Regions from separate parts of the Hordeum vulgare genome. Here region 2 is linked to region 1. A link is a contact called in public Hi-C data. All regions are on one chromosome and are shown on one strand. Each heading gives the region's core, a stretch centred on a gene start, on an enhancer-like site or on the middle of the called end of the contact. The rest is flanking DNA. Distances are from core to core; before and after follow the strand shown. Region 1 holds the start of LOC123413036. Region 2 holds the start of LOC123443147.

Region 1 (4,456 bases), core at 796-3,295:
ATGAGAGAGAAACAAACAAAACCGATGGAAACCAAGAAAAAACAGAGAAAACAAGGAAAAAATGACCAGGAAAATGAGATAGAGAGAAACAAAGAAAATCAAGAAAAAGTCGAAGAAAACGAAGAAAGTAAGACAAACAAAAAATCAATAAAAACAGATAAGAAAACAAACAAAAATGAAGGGAAAAAGACCGTTGAAAACCAAAAAGGAAACGAAGAAAACTAAGAAAATAATGGAAAAAAATAAGACTGGACCTTAGAGACCATCATCGTACAAGACTGAACCAAAATAGAAAACAAGATGAAAAAAACTTCAAATCGAAATATAACAAAAGAATGAACAACCAATAGTGTTTATGGCTCTGAGTTTTAGTAAATTTGTCTTTTTTTATGTTCCCTGTGACTGTAATAAAGTTGCTCATATTAGCTGCAATGGGGAGTAATGGTCAGAATCTTTGCCAGTTATGGATGAAGAATGTACCGGACGATGTAAGTGTGCTGATGGCTAGCGATGCTGCTATGCCAATTTAAGTAATGGAAGCGAGGTGTTCCAAGTCAAAAAAAAGTGATCGCGGACATTGGGCGGGCCATAAGCTCGTGATGCTCTTCAGCGTGCAACAATAATGAGGTGGCACTCTTGGGCCCTAGCCCACGCACCAAAATAACAAGCTGGGATGAGGCCCCCTAACAAATTGATTTTTCTATTATAATTATGATTGTTGTAGCCAAAAAAATTCACTTCACATGAACTTGCCCCTCTTATGCATGAACGTTGGCTCCGTCCCCGGTAACGAGTGAACGTCGAGAGCAACTAAATGAAGGGTACTCCGTCGAGAGCCCCTTCAAAGGTTACTTGTGATGGATTAAGAGCATGTCACTTGGCACGTTCTCTGAAAGGCACGCATATATTTCTCGTGAAGACATGAATTTGCTTTCGCGAGTCATGTCTCTAGGAAAGGAAAATGCATGTTTTCTTTCTTTTTTCCTTTCGTGAGAGGCACACATTTAGTTTTTTATGGATTTTCTTCTGAGAGAGATATTGTGACTCTCGGAAAAGAGAAAAAATATGTTTAGTTTTTTATGCTGCGAAAGGAATGGATTTGTGCCTCTCAGAAAAAAAAAAGAAAAACATATTTTCTTTTTTTAATTCTGCAAGAGGTGCGGATTTACTACTCATGAACACACAGATTTGGTTTCGTAAAAGACACGATCGTATCTTCGAAAAAGGGAAAACACGTTTCTTTTTGTAAAGGAAAGAAAACGTGCTCCCATTTCCTGAGGGCACGATCACTTACTTGTGTCACCGGCGTGTGGCGGCTAGCCTGAACGGAAGCTGCACGTCTTTTCGAGCTGTACGAGCATGGTCGACACACCGGTTCTTTCTCCCATTTCCTCTAATAATGGAAATAGACAACCAACGGTGTTCCTTTCTTTCGAGTGTGCCATCACCCTCACAGCTCCTTTACTCACATCAACAACACGAAGTCGTGTCAAACTGCGTGGTAAGGGGGGGCTATAAAGGTTAAAAGTTGTACGTAGCACCGCTGGTAACAGAACATCTGCCCGACAAGGTCCATGTGTGCCCGCCGCAGTGGATTCCATTTGACCCGACGTCTCCCCGCTCACCGTGACCGATTTTCAACGAGCTAGACATTAGCACATCGATCGGCATGTGAGCCGGCCCTGACTTACTTACTTTTAACCAGTGCTAGTAACCACTGCCCAAGTGCCGCCTAGAGTCAAAGACACTAGGAACAGAGAGCATTATAAAACCGCCAGAATCACGTGGCCGCCGCATATAAAACCGACGACGAGGACGAGCACCGTGCGTGCTTCCCCTCCAAAAAAACGGAGCCATCTGCTTCGTCTTCCAACAGACATCTCCCTATCCCACGCATAAAAAACCGGAGCGCCTGACACGCCCTCGCAGGCAGAAGAGAACCCACCCCTAATTAACCCCCATGCACCGACCTGTTGTTACCCGTTGAAAAACTAGGTTAACTCCAACCGTCTAACCATGGCTAAAGCGTAAACAAACCACCGAGGCCTTCATGCATCGAGCTCGAGGCTGTATATATACAAGGAAGTGGTGTGCAGGAGACAGGAGGTGAATATAAATCTCTGGCCAAAATATTGGATGCTCCCACGGGGCTCACCAACTCTCATTGTCCATGATCTTGTCCTTGTGCTGATCAGCAGCACCTGCCTAGCTCCCCGCACGGTGTCCTTGATTACCAGCTCCATCTCGCGGAAGCAGGAAGCAAGATCCATTTGCTTGAGATGAATGGCTACTCCAACCTCGCCTCCTCGCCCCCTCCGCTGGCGGCGGTGACCAAGGGCGCCCGGGCCAGGCGGTCTCTGGAGCTGACCAACACCAAGGAGACCAATGCGTGGGAAGGGCTGGCCATCGGGGCGGTCACCCTCGCGAGGACCTTCTCCACCGGCTCCCAGAGGCTCTGCAGCAGGTCCGGCGACCGGGCCAGGGGCACCATGAGGAGGGCCTTCTCCATGCGGAGGCACCCGGCGGCGCCCGGCAAGGGCGACGGGTACTACTGGAGGATCCACGACATGGACGGGGACATCGACCACGGCGGCGACCAGAATGCAGTGCCCGAGGAGCGCGGCGACGAGGAGGAGGAAGGGAAGAAGAAGAAGGAGGAGGCGCGGCAGCGAGAAGAAGGCGAGGCGAAAGAGGGGGCCAAGCGGGAGCAGGGAACAGCGACCCCGGCGAAGAAGAAGAGAGGCAGCGGCAACATTCTCAAGGCGTGCAAGAAGCTTTTCCGGTTGTGATGCCCGATCGGTCCACCGAGCCGCTCCCGCTGTAGCGAAATCTAAGGAATGCTTCAATACTTTGTTCTCTTGTTACTTATTAATCTCTTGGTCAATTGTTTGCGGTGCGGTGCGGTGCTCGTCGTTGTTTGCGTTTTTCCGTTGGTTTTCGTCGAGGAGGAACCGAGGAAAGCTCGCCATGCCGATGCCGACCGCCGCGCGCATGCGTGCTTGCTCCGTTGTGGGTTCTGTGCGCTTTTAGATCTCGACGATCGATGAGACTGGGAGCGTGGGCCACGGCCGTGTCGCGCGGGAATTCTGTTGGTCTCCGATGGACCGATGCATGCCACCACGGGACGACCACCGGTCCGCCGGAGATCGGAGTCAAACGACACCGGGAGCTCGTTCGTTCGTTCGTGCGCATCCTCTGTCATCGGGTGGGAGACGCAGCTGTCGGGTAAGCAGTCCTGGGCTTGGCCCATCTGCCGTTGTTTTCAAGGCTATCTCTGACCCAATTACGCTGGAAGCTCTTGCTGTCGACCTCTCAGAAGACGTGTATATTCAGAGGATGCACGTGAAACAAGGAAGTTCTGCAAGCTATGGACCAATTATCCACGAGATCATTGACCTTTCGCCGGTTTTTACTATTTATAACATAGTTCATGTCAAAGTTCATCAGTTTATAAGGCTTCCTCCAATGCAAAGGTGCTAAGTGAGGTGCTAAGAGCATTAGATATGTTAAGCAATCATAATCTCTAGTGCATTGGTACTTAGAGGGTGTTTGGATACATTTTAGTCCCATGACTAAAAGTAATGAGACTAAACATGCTTGGATCCAAATACTAAAGAGACTAAAATCAAGTTAATGAGCATTTGTTATCCTCCAAACCCTGCAATCCAGAACTTGCCTGAGGAGTTAAATGAGGAAAGAGAGGACTAATGCACATTTTAGTAGGGGTACCCCTGACTAAAAGATTTTAGCCTCAAGACTAGTTTTAGCCTCTCTTTAGTCAGTGGTGCTTGAAACTTTAGCCTTTTATAAAGACTAGTTTAGTCAGACTAGTTTTAGTGCCTTAGATCCAAGCACCCTCTTAGTTTGTTGTTGCTAAGGTTGTCTCATTTAGCAACTAAAATCTTGCATGTATAGGCTAGTTTCCTTCATTTTTAATGTTTTGCTTAGGTTTTCGTGACTAGCATTGTTTTCTTTCGAGGACACCAAACTCCTCTATCTCTTTTTAATTAGATTGTCACATAGGATTTTGCCTTGTTGGCATGCTTAGCACCTATCCAAAGTGAAGCATTGGGAGCAGCCTAAGATCACACTCTAACAAAACATGAATTATCTCTATGGCTTGACTGTCATTTTAGCAGGCCACCCTGGTAATGTTTCTTTCTCCCTTGTAAACACTGTAACGATTAAATATAAGCTTCATGAGATTGCCTCAAAACAATAGTGCGTGTAGGTTCCATCTGGTGCATTACAATTTTTTAAGCTTCCACATGCTTCCTAGTCTGGTTTTATTATAGTATTTTTTTATTTATTTTCTCTCTCTCTCTTTTCCTTTTTGTTTTTAATTTGTTTTTTAGTTACTTATTTTATTTTTTCCTTCTTTTTTTGATTTGTTGTTATTTTTAAAATTGATAAACTTTTACAAATTCGTCGATTTTTTTTCAAATGCGCGTTTTTC
Region 2 (4,698 bases), core at 395-2,894, 170 kb before region 1:
CACTGCTCACTTTTACTGGTACGCACAGCGCATCCGTGGTACGTAGATACACTGATGATTGATTACCGCGATGCGATACGATCGTTGCCGTGCAGACTACCATGCAGAAAAGTGAAACAAGGCAGCAGGTAGATTTAGCCATTCCGCCGGTGATTGTTGACGCAGCTTTCTGGCCTGATCTGCGGCCTGCTGAGCGGATCCTATGCGGGGTTTTGGCGCACCTGAACGCATGGGCTCCAATTATCTTGGTCTCACTGCACAGTTCATCCTCGGAACTCAAGAATGAAGACCAAGATTTGACGGTACGTACCCACGACCACGAGAAAAATATACTCATTATCAGGCTGGCTAGTAGCTAGATTCAGTTTTATAATTATATCCCGGCTTCCCTACAAGTTTGGTTGAATGTTGGTTAGGGGTTGGAGGCCTGGGGCACCAGACAATTACTTCCTCAGACATAGTTAAATGGCATGTTGGCGACGGGCACTCCATCTCATGTGGCAACCAGGCTCGTGCCATGTCGCTCCGTGCGTAGCTGACAGACAGCCTATCTTGCGTTGTACCCATGCACACTGATGCATCATGCAGCAAGAGGCCAGTGGCGCTGCAAAGTGGAGTAGAGTTGTTGTTCAAAATGCTCAATATATAGTAAGTGTCATCACAGACACACAGACGCTGATGATGATAATTAGACCATGCAGTGTGCTTGCCTTGGAGATCAGTACTGCGTCCGATTCATGACTTGATGTGGGAGTATAGCAGAGATTCAGATGCAGAGCTGGCTGTACAATTGAGTGTACGATGGTCAGTCATGTGGTTGCAGTCTTGCAGTAGGACCCCTGTTGCCTTGGAGCCTCAGAAGGCCATGCCTCCCTGTCGCCCATTTTAGAGGGTGTTTGGATCACTAGAGACTAGAGACTAGAGACTAGTAGTAGTCACCTTTAGTCAGTAAATCTCCAAACACCCCTGACTAATGGGTGACTAAAACTAGTTTAGTCCCTAGTCACCCCACCCCCAACTAAAAGTGACTAAAGTCTCTTCTCTAATTAATTGGCGGGCCCATCCTGTTGCAGGCTCATCCTCCCATACTGGCACGTCAATGAAAGGAAGATAAATGAGAATAATTTAATACAGAGACATTTAATGCTGACTAGTAGTAGTCACCTTTCAAACAGGGCCTGACTAAAAACTTTTAGTCTGACTACTACTAGTCACATGACTAGAGAGTATCCAAACACCCTCTTAACACACACACACATCCACCTGCAAAATGAAAATAAATATACAGTGTACGAGGCAGCTCTTGCTTCCCCATGGCAACAAACAAATTCTTCCTCCCGTCGCCTTTTTCCCTTTTTCCCATTGCAAGCAAAGAGATGTGCTTTGCTTCCTCCATTCCCTCATCTCCTTGGTTCTAACAGCATGCATGTTGCCAAATTCTGAAATAACTTGCGTGTAGTATTATACGTATGTCATGTCACATCACGATTCACTCACGTCACATGTGGAGATGCGTTGCCGGTGAGATGGAAACGGGCGGGCGCGCTGCGGCAGCAGGAGCAGTAGAACGCTGCTGTTTTACCTGAGCCGCCTGACACGCACCGCACCATTATTGACACTGACTTTCAAAATCTGATTGGGGATCCTGCGACCTCCATCTATTCTTTTCATGTGCTGCTGCTTTTTTTTTTGCTCCCCTTTTCCTTTCTCTAGCTTTGCCTTTTGCTTGGCTCCCCTTTTGTAGTATCATTTCCACATCCCTCTTTCCTTCCTCCTCTGTTCTGCTATGCTCTCAGGTCAGGTCTCAAACCCCCCACCCTGCTCTACTACTACAAATCAAGGTGCTACGATGGGTCGTAGGGTCATGTGGTTGATGTGCATGGGGATGAGGAGCCGCTCCTTTTGATTTGAGCTGCCCAAACACGATTCTGTGATCTCATTTTTTGGGCGCCATTCTTGGAGCAGCCTTACCTCTCACCAGTCTCATGCATCATCGGGCTGTTGAATCCCTGTAGAAGAAGGTGGGCAGCCCCCAAGCCCACGCTCTTTTTGTTCTCCCAGCTTTTCCCTTTGTTCCTCCCCCCCTCTTGACCACTCCTCCCTCCCCACCGCCACCATTGCCCAGCAGCCCAAGTGAGATCTCCTCCCTTTATTAAGCAGAGAGAGACTTGCATTCGAGCTGTATTGCTCGTCCGTCCGTCCGTCTTGTAGGGTTGGTTCTTGGCATTTGGCTCGAGGACTTGATGCTTCTTCTCTTGTTGGCTGGTGCAGGGAGAGGGAGGTGGTACAGCTAAAGGTGAGCGGAGCTTCTTTCGCCTGCAATCTGGGTGTTCGTACTGACTCCCCGGGGTTCAAGAATGAGTACTTGCTTCTTCTTGGGTTTCAGCCCGTCCTCCCCTCTTCTTCTCCCTTTTTCTGCATGCTTTTCGGCTTTATTCTTGACTTGATGAGGGACAGAAACAGGAGAGGTTCAACATAAAAGTTGCTGAATGCTCTGCATTTTGGTTCCATTCCATAGCACTGTGATTCCTGCTCGTACGTGGTGTGGTGTGGTGTGGTGTGGTTCGGATTGCCACACCACGAGTGCTTATCCAACCAAATCTTGCTTAAGAAAAAAGAAATGCTCTGGAGTGGAAGGTACCAGTTTTCTTATCTTTTTCTACCTCTCTTCACATGTAGAACGTGATACGTCCTCAGGAGGAGCGTCACATGCGCATGGTGAGGAGAAGATAACTCAGATAAGGACACGATGAACTCAGCCGTATTTGGTGCCTGCATTTCCTCTGCCTAGCAGCACAATCCAAGAACCTGGCTGGCGGCCTCCCAACAAGATCTCCCAACAAGTGTGCGAGCGAGCTCGAGCTGGCGATGAGTGGCCTCGCGGGGCAGCGGTCGTGGATGGGGGACGCCGCGGCGACACCGTCGGGCGACGCGCGGGACGACGGCGCCGCGGCCGCGGCCGCCTCCTCCACGAACGCCAGCGCCATCTCCTTCGGCTTCGCGGCCACCGCCATCCTCATCGCCATGTTCCTCCTCATGGCCATCTTCGAGCACCTCATCAAGCCCGGCTGGGCGGCCTCCCGGGGCTCCCACGCCGACAGCGACGCCGACGGCGATGCCCAGCCGTCCCACTCCGGCCGGCACCAGCGCGACCGCGGCTCGCCGGAGAAGCTCGCGCCTCCGCCCAAGGTATGCTCCATCAAACAAGGTTCTGCTCATACCATCCGTGGCCGTGCATATGCATTCGGTTCACGTGCACCGTGTCAGCAGTGACAAGAGCGCGCACACGTCGTGTCGCGCTCGTGTCTGCAGTAGCATATGACTACGTGCGTACGGTACGGGCTCGCTGCTGCCTCAGGTGAAAGGGAGGAAAGCACGAGCCTCACCTCACCTCACCTCACCTGAATCAATCCCTGATGATTGTTAATTTTGTGATTGCAGATGGAGGTGGTGGTGGCGGCGGCGGACCTGACGGTGGTGATGCCGGGGCAGCGGTACCCGACGTTCCTGGCGCAGCCGGCGCCCCTACTGTTTCCCTGCCCGAGAGAAGGCGTGCGTTGGCCTCCGCACGATGACAATCGCCGCTCTTTCCTGCCGCCATGATTCTCTTCGTGTCTGTCATGTTTGGCTGTAATCTGTATAGTGGGTAAGGGGCGAGAAATGACGGAGCTGTTTGTAGGTGCACCAAGGAAAATGCTGGACTGGTTGTACTCATTGCCTGATGCATGCCTAGTTAGTCTCGCCTCTATATCGAATGCCGTTCTTCATCTCATGATCTTCATCGGGATCGAGTGGCGTTCTTCTCGCCCGATGAATGAGTTCTCAGAAGTTCAAAGAAAAAAGAGGTGGTTGTGATTTGGGCCAGCCATCTTTTATTTTGCATGCAGCAGTGTGGTGTGTTGTGGTTTGTGCGTGCGTGCATCAGAGTGTGGCGTGCCGTATGCATGCGTCAGTGTTCTTGCCATAGCGTCGATGTCGCCGGTGATGAGCAGCCTCGCAGAGTTAGAGCAACTCCACCCTTTTGGTCCACAGCGCACCCGACGAATAAATTATGACGTCCTCGTGCCAAGCTAGTTTTCAGCCGCGTCTCAGGCTTCGGTCCATTTTTTTTAGAAAAGAAGGCTTAGTCCGGCCTCTGCATCGAAAGATGCATACGACCATATATTAAAACAAGCTCAAGTCTTAACCGAGTACATCTGGTTCAAGAAAACTAGAAAAAAGGAATAAAAAAGAAGATACAAGACGCCAAATGCGTCCAAAACCGGCGCTGACAATATATCTAGATGCCTAAACACCTATCCGATTAATGTGACGCCATCCAAACCGGTTGAAGATACCCTGAGCTACCATCTCCCAACGGACACACCCAGTAACCATAGGCTCCCTCGCGTCCACATGGGTGAGTAATGACCACGTACGGATCAGTGCGGTAACCCTGAAGATGACCTGCAAGAAGTTAAAGTCATGTCGGCGGTTAAAAACTATGTCATTCCTGCAGATCCAAACGGCCCACAATAATGCACACACTCCCACACGAATACATTTAGTAGTTAAAGTATCAACCCCCTGTAGCCAGATCCCTAACAACGTGTTTATGCTATTAGGAGGAGTGATATTGAAAGCAATGTGCAACGAGCGCCAAACCAACTTTGCCATAGGATAATCTAGAAAGAGGTGCTAAATACTTTCATTATTAGG

What was found. Hi-C and Micro-C count contacts between places; a contact is called where the count stands out from the background.
Region 2: a Hi-C map of leaf shows a contact between it and region 1, with 6 times the contacts expected there. The contact joins the promoter of LOC123443147 here to the promoter of LOC123413036 in region 1. A contact is called at or near these places in 4 of 6 Hi-C or Micro-C datasets (leaf, seedling and an unstated tissue).

The regions. Positions count from the first base shown.
Region 1 is chr1H:436,431,024-436,435,479 of MorexV3_pseudomolecules_assembly, reverse strand. It overlaps LOC123413036, which reads left to right and starts at 2,045. Exons shown (of 1, transcript XM_045105985.1): 1 at 2,045-2,884. The coding sequence starts at 2,280. The coding sequence ends at 2,789.
Region 2 is chr1H:436,599,163-436,603,860 of MorexV3_pseudomolecules_assembly, reverse strand. It overlaps LOC123443147, which reads left to right and starts at 1,644. Exons shown (of 4, transcript XM_045119467.1): 1 at 1,644-1,796; 2 at 2,272-2,296; 3 at 2,680-3,189; 4 at 3,442-3,882. The coding sequence starts at 2,869. The coding sequence ends at 3,603.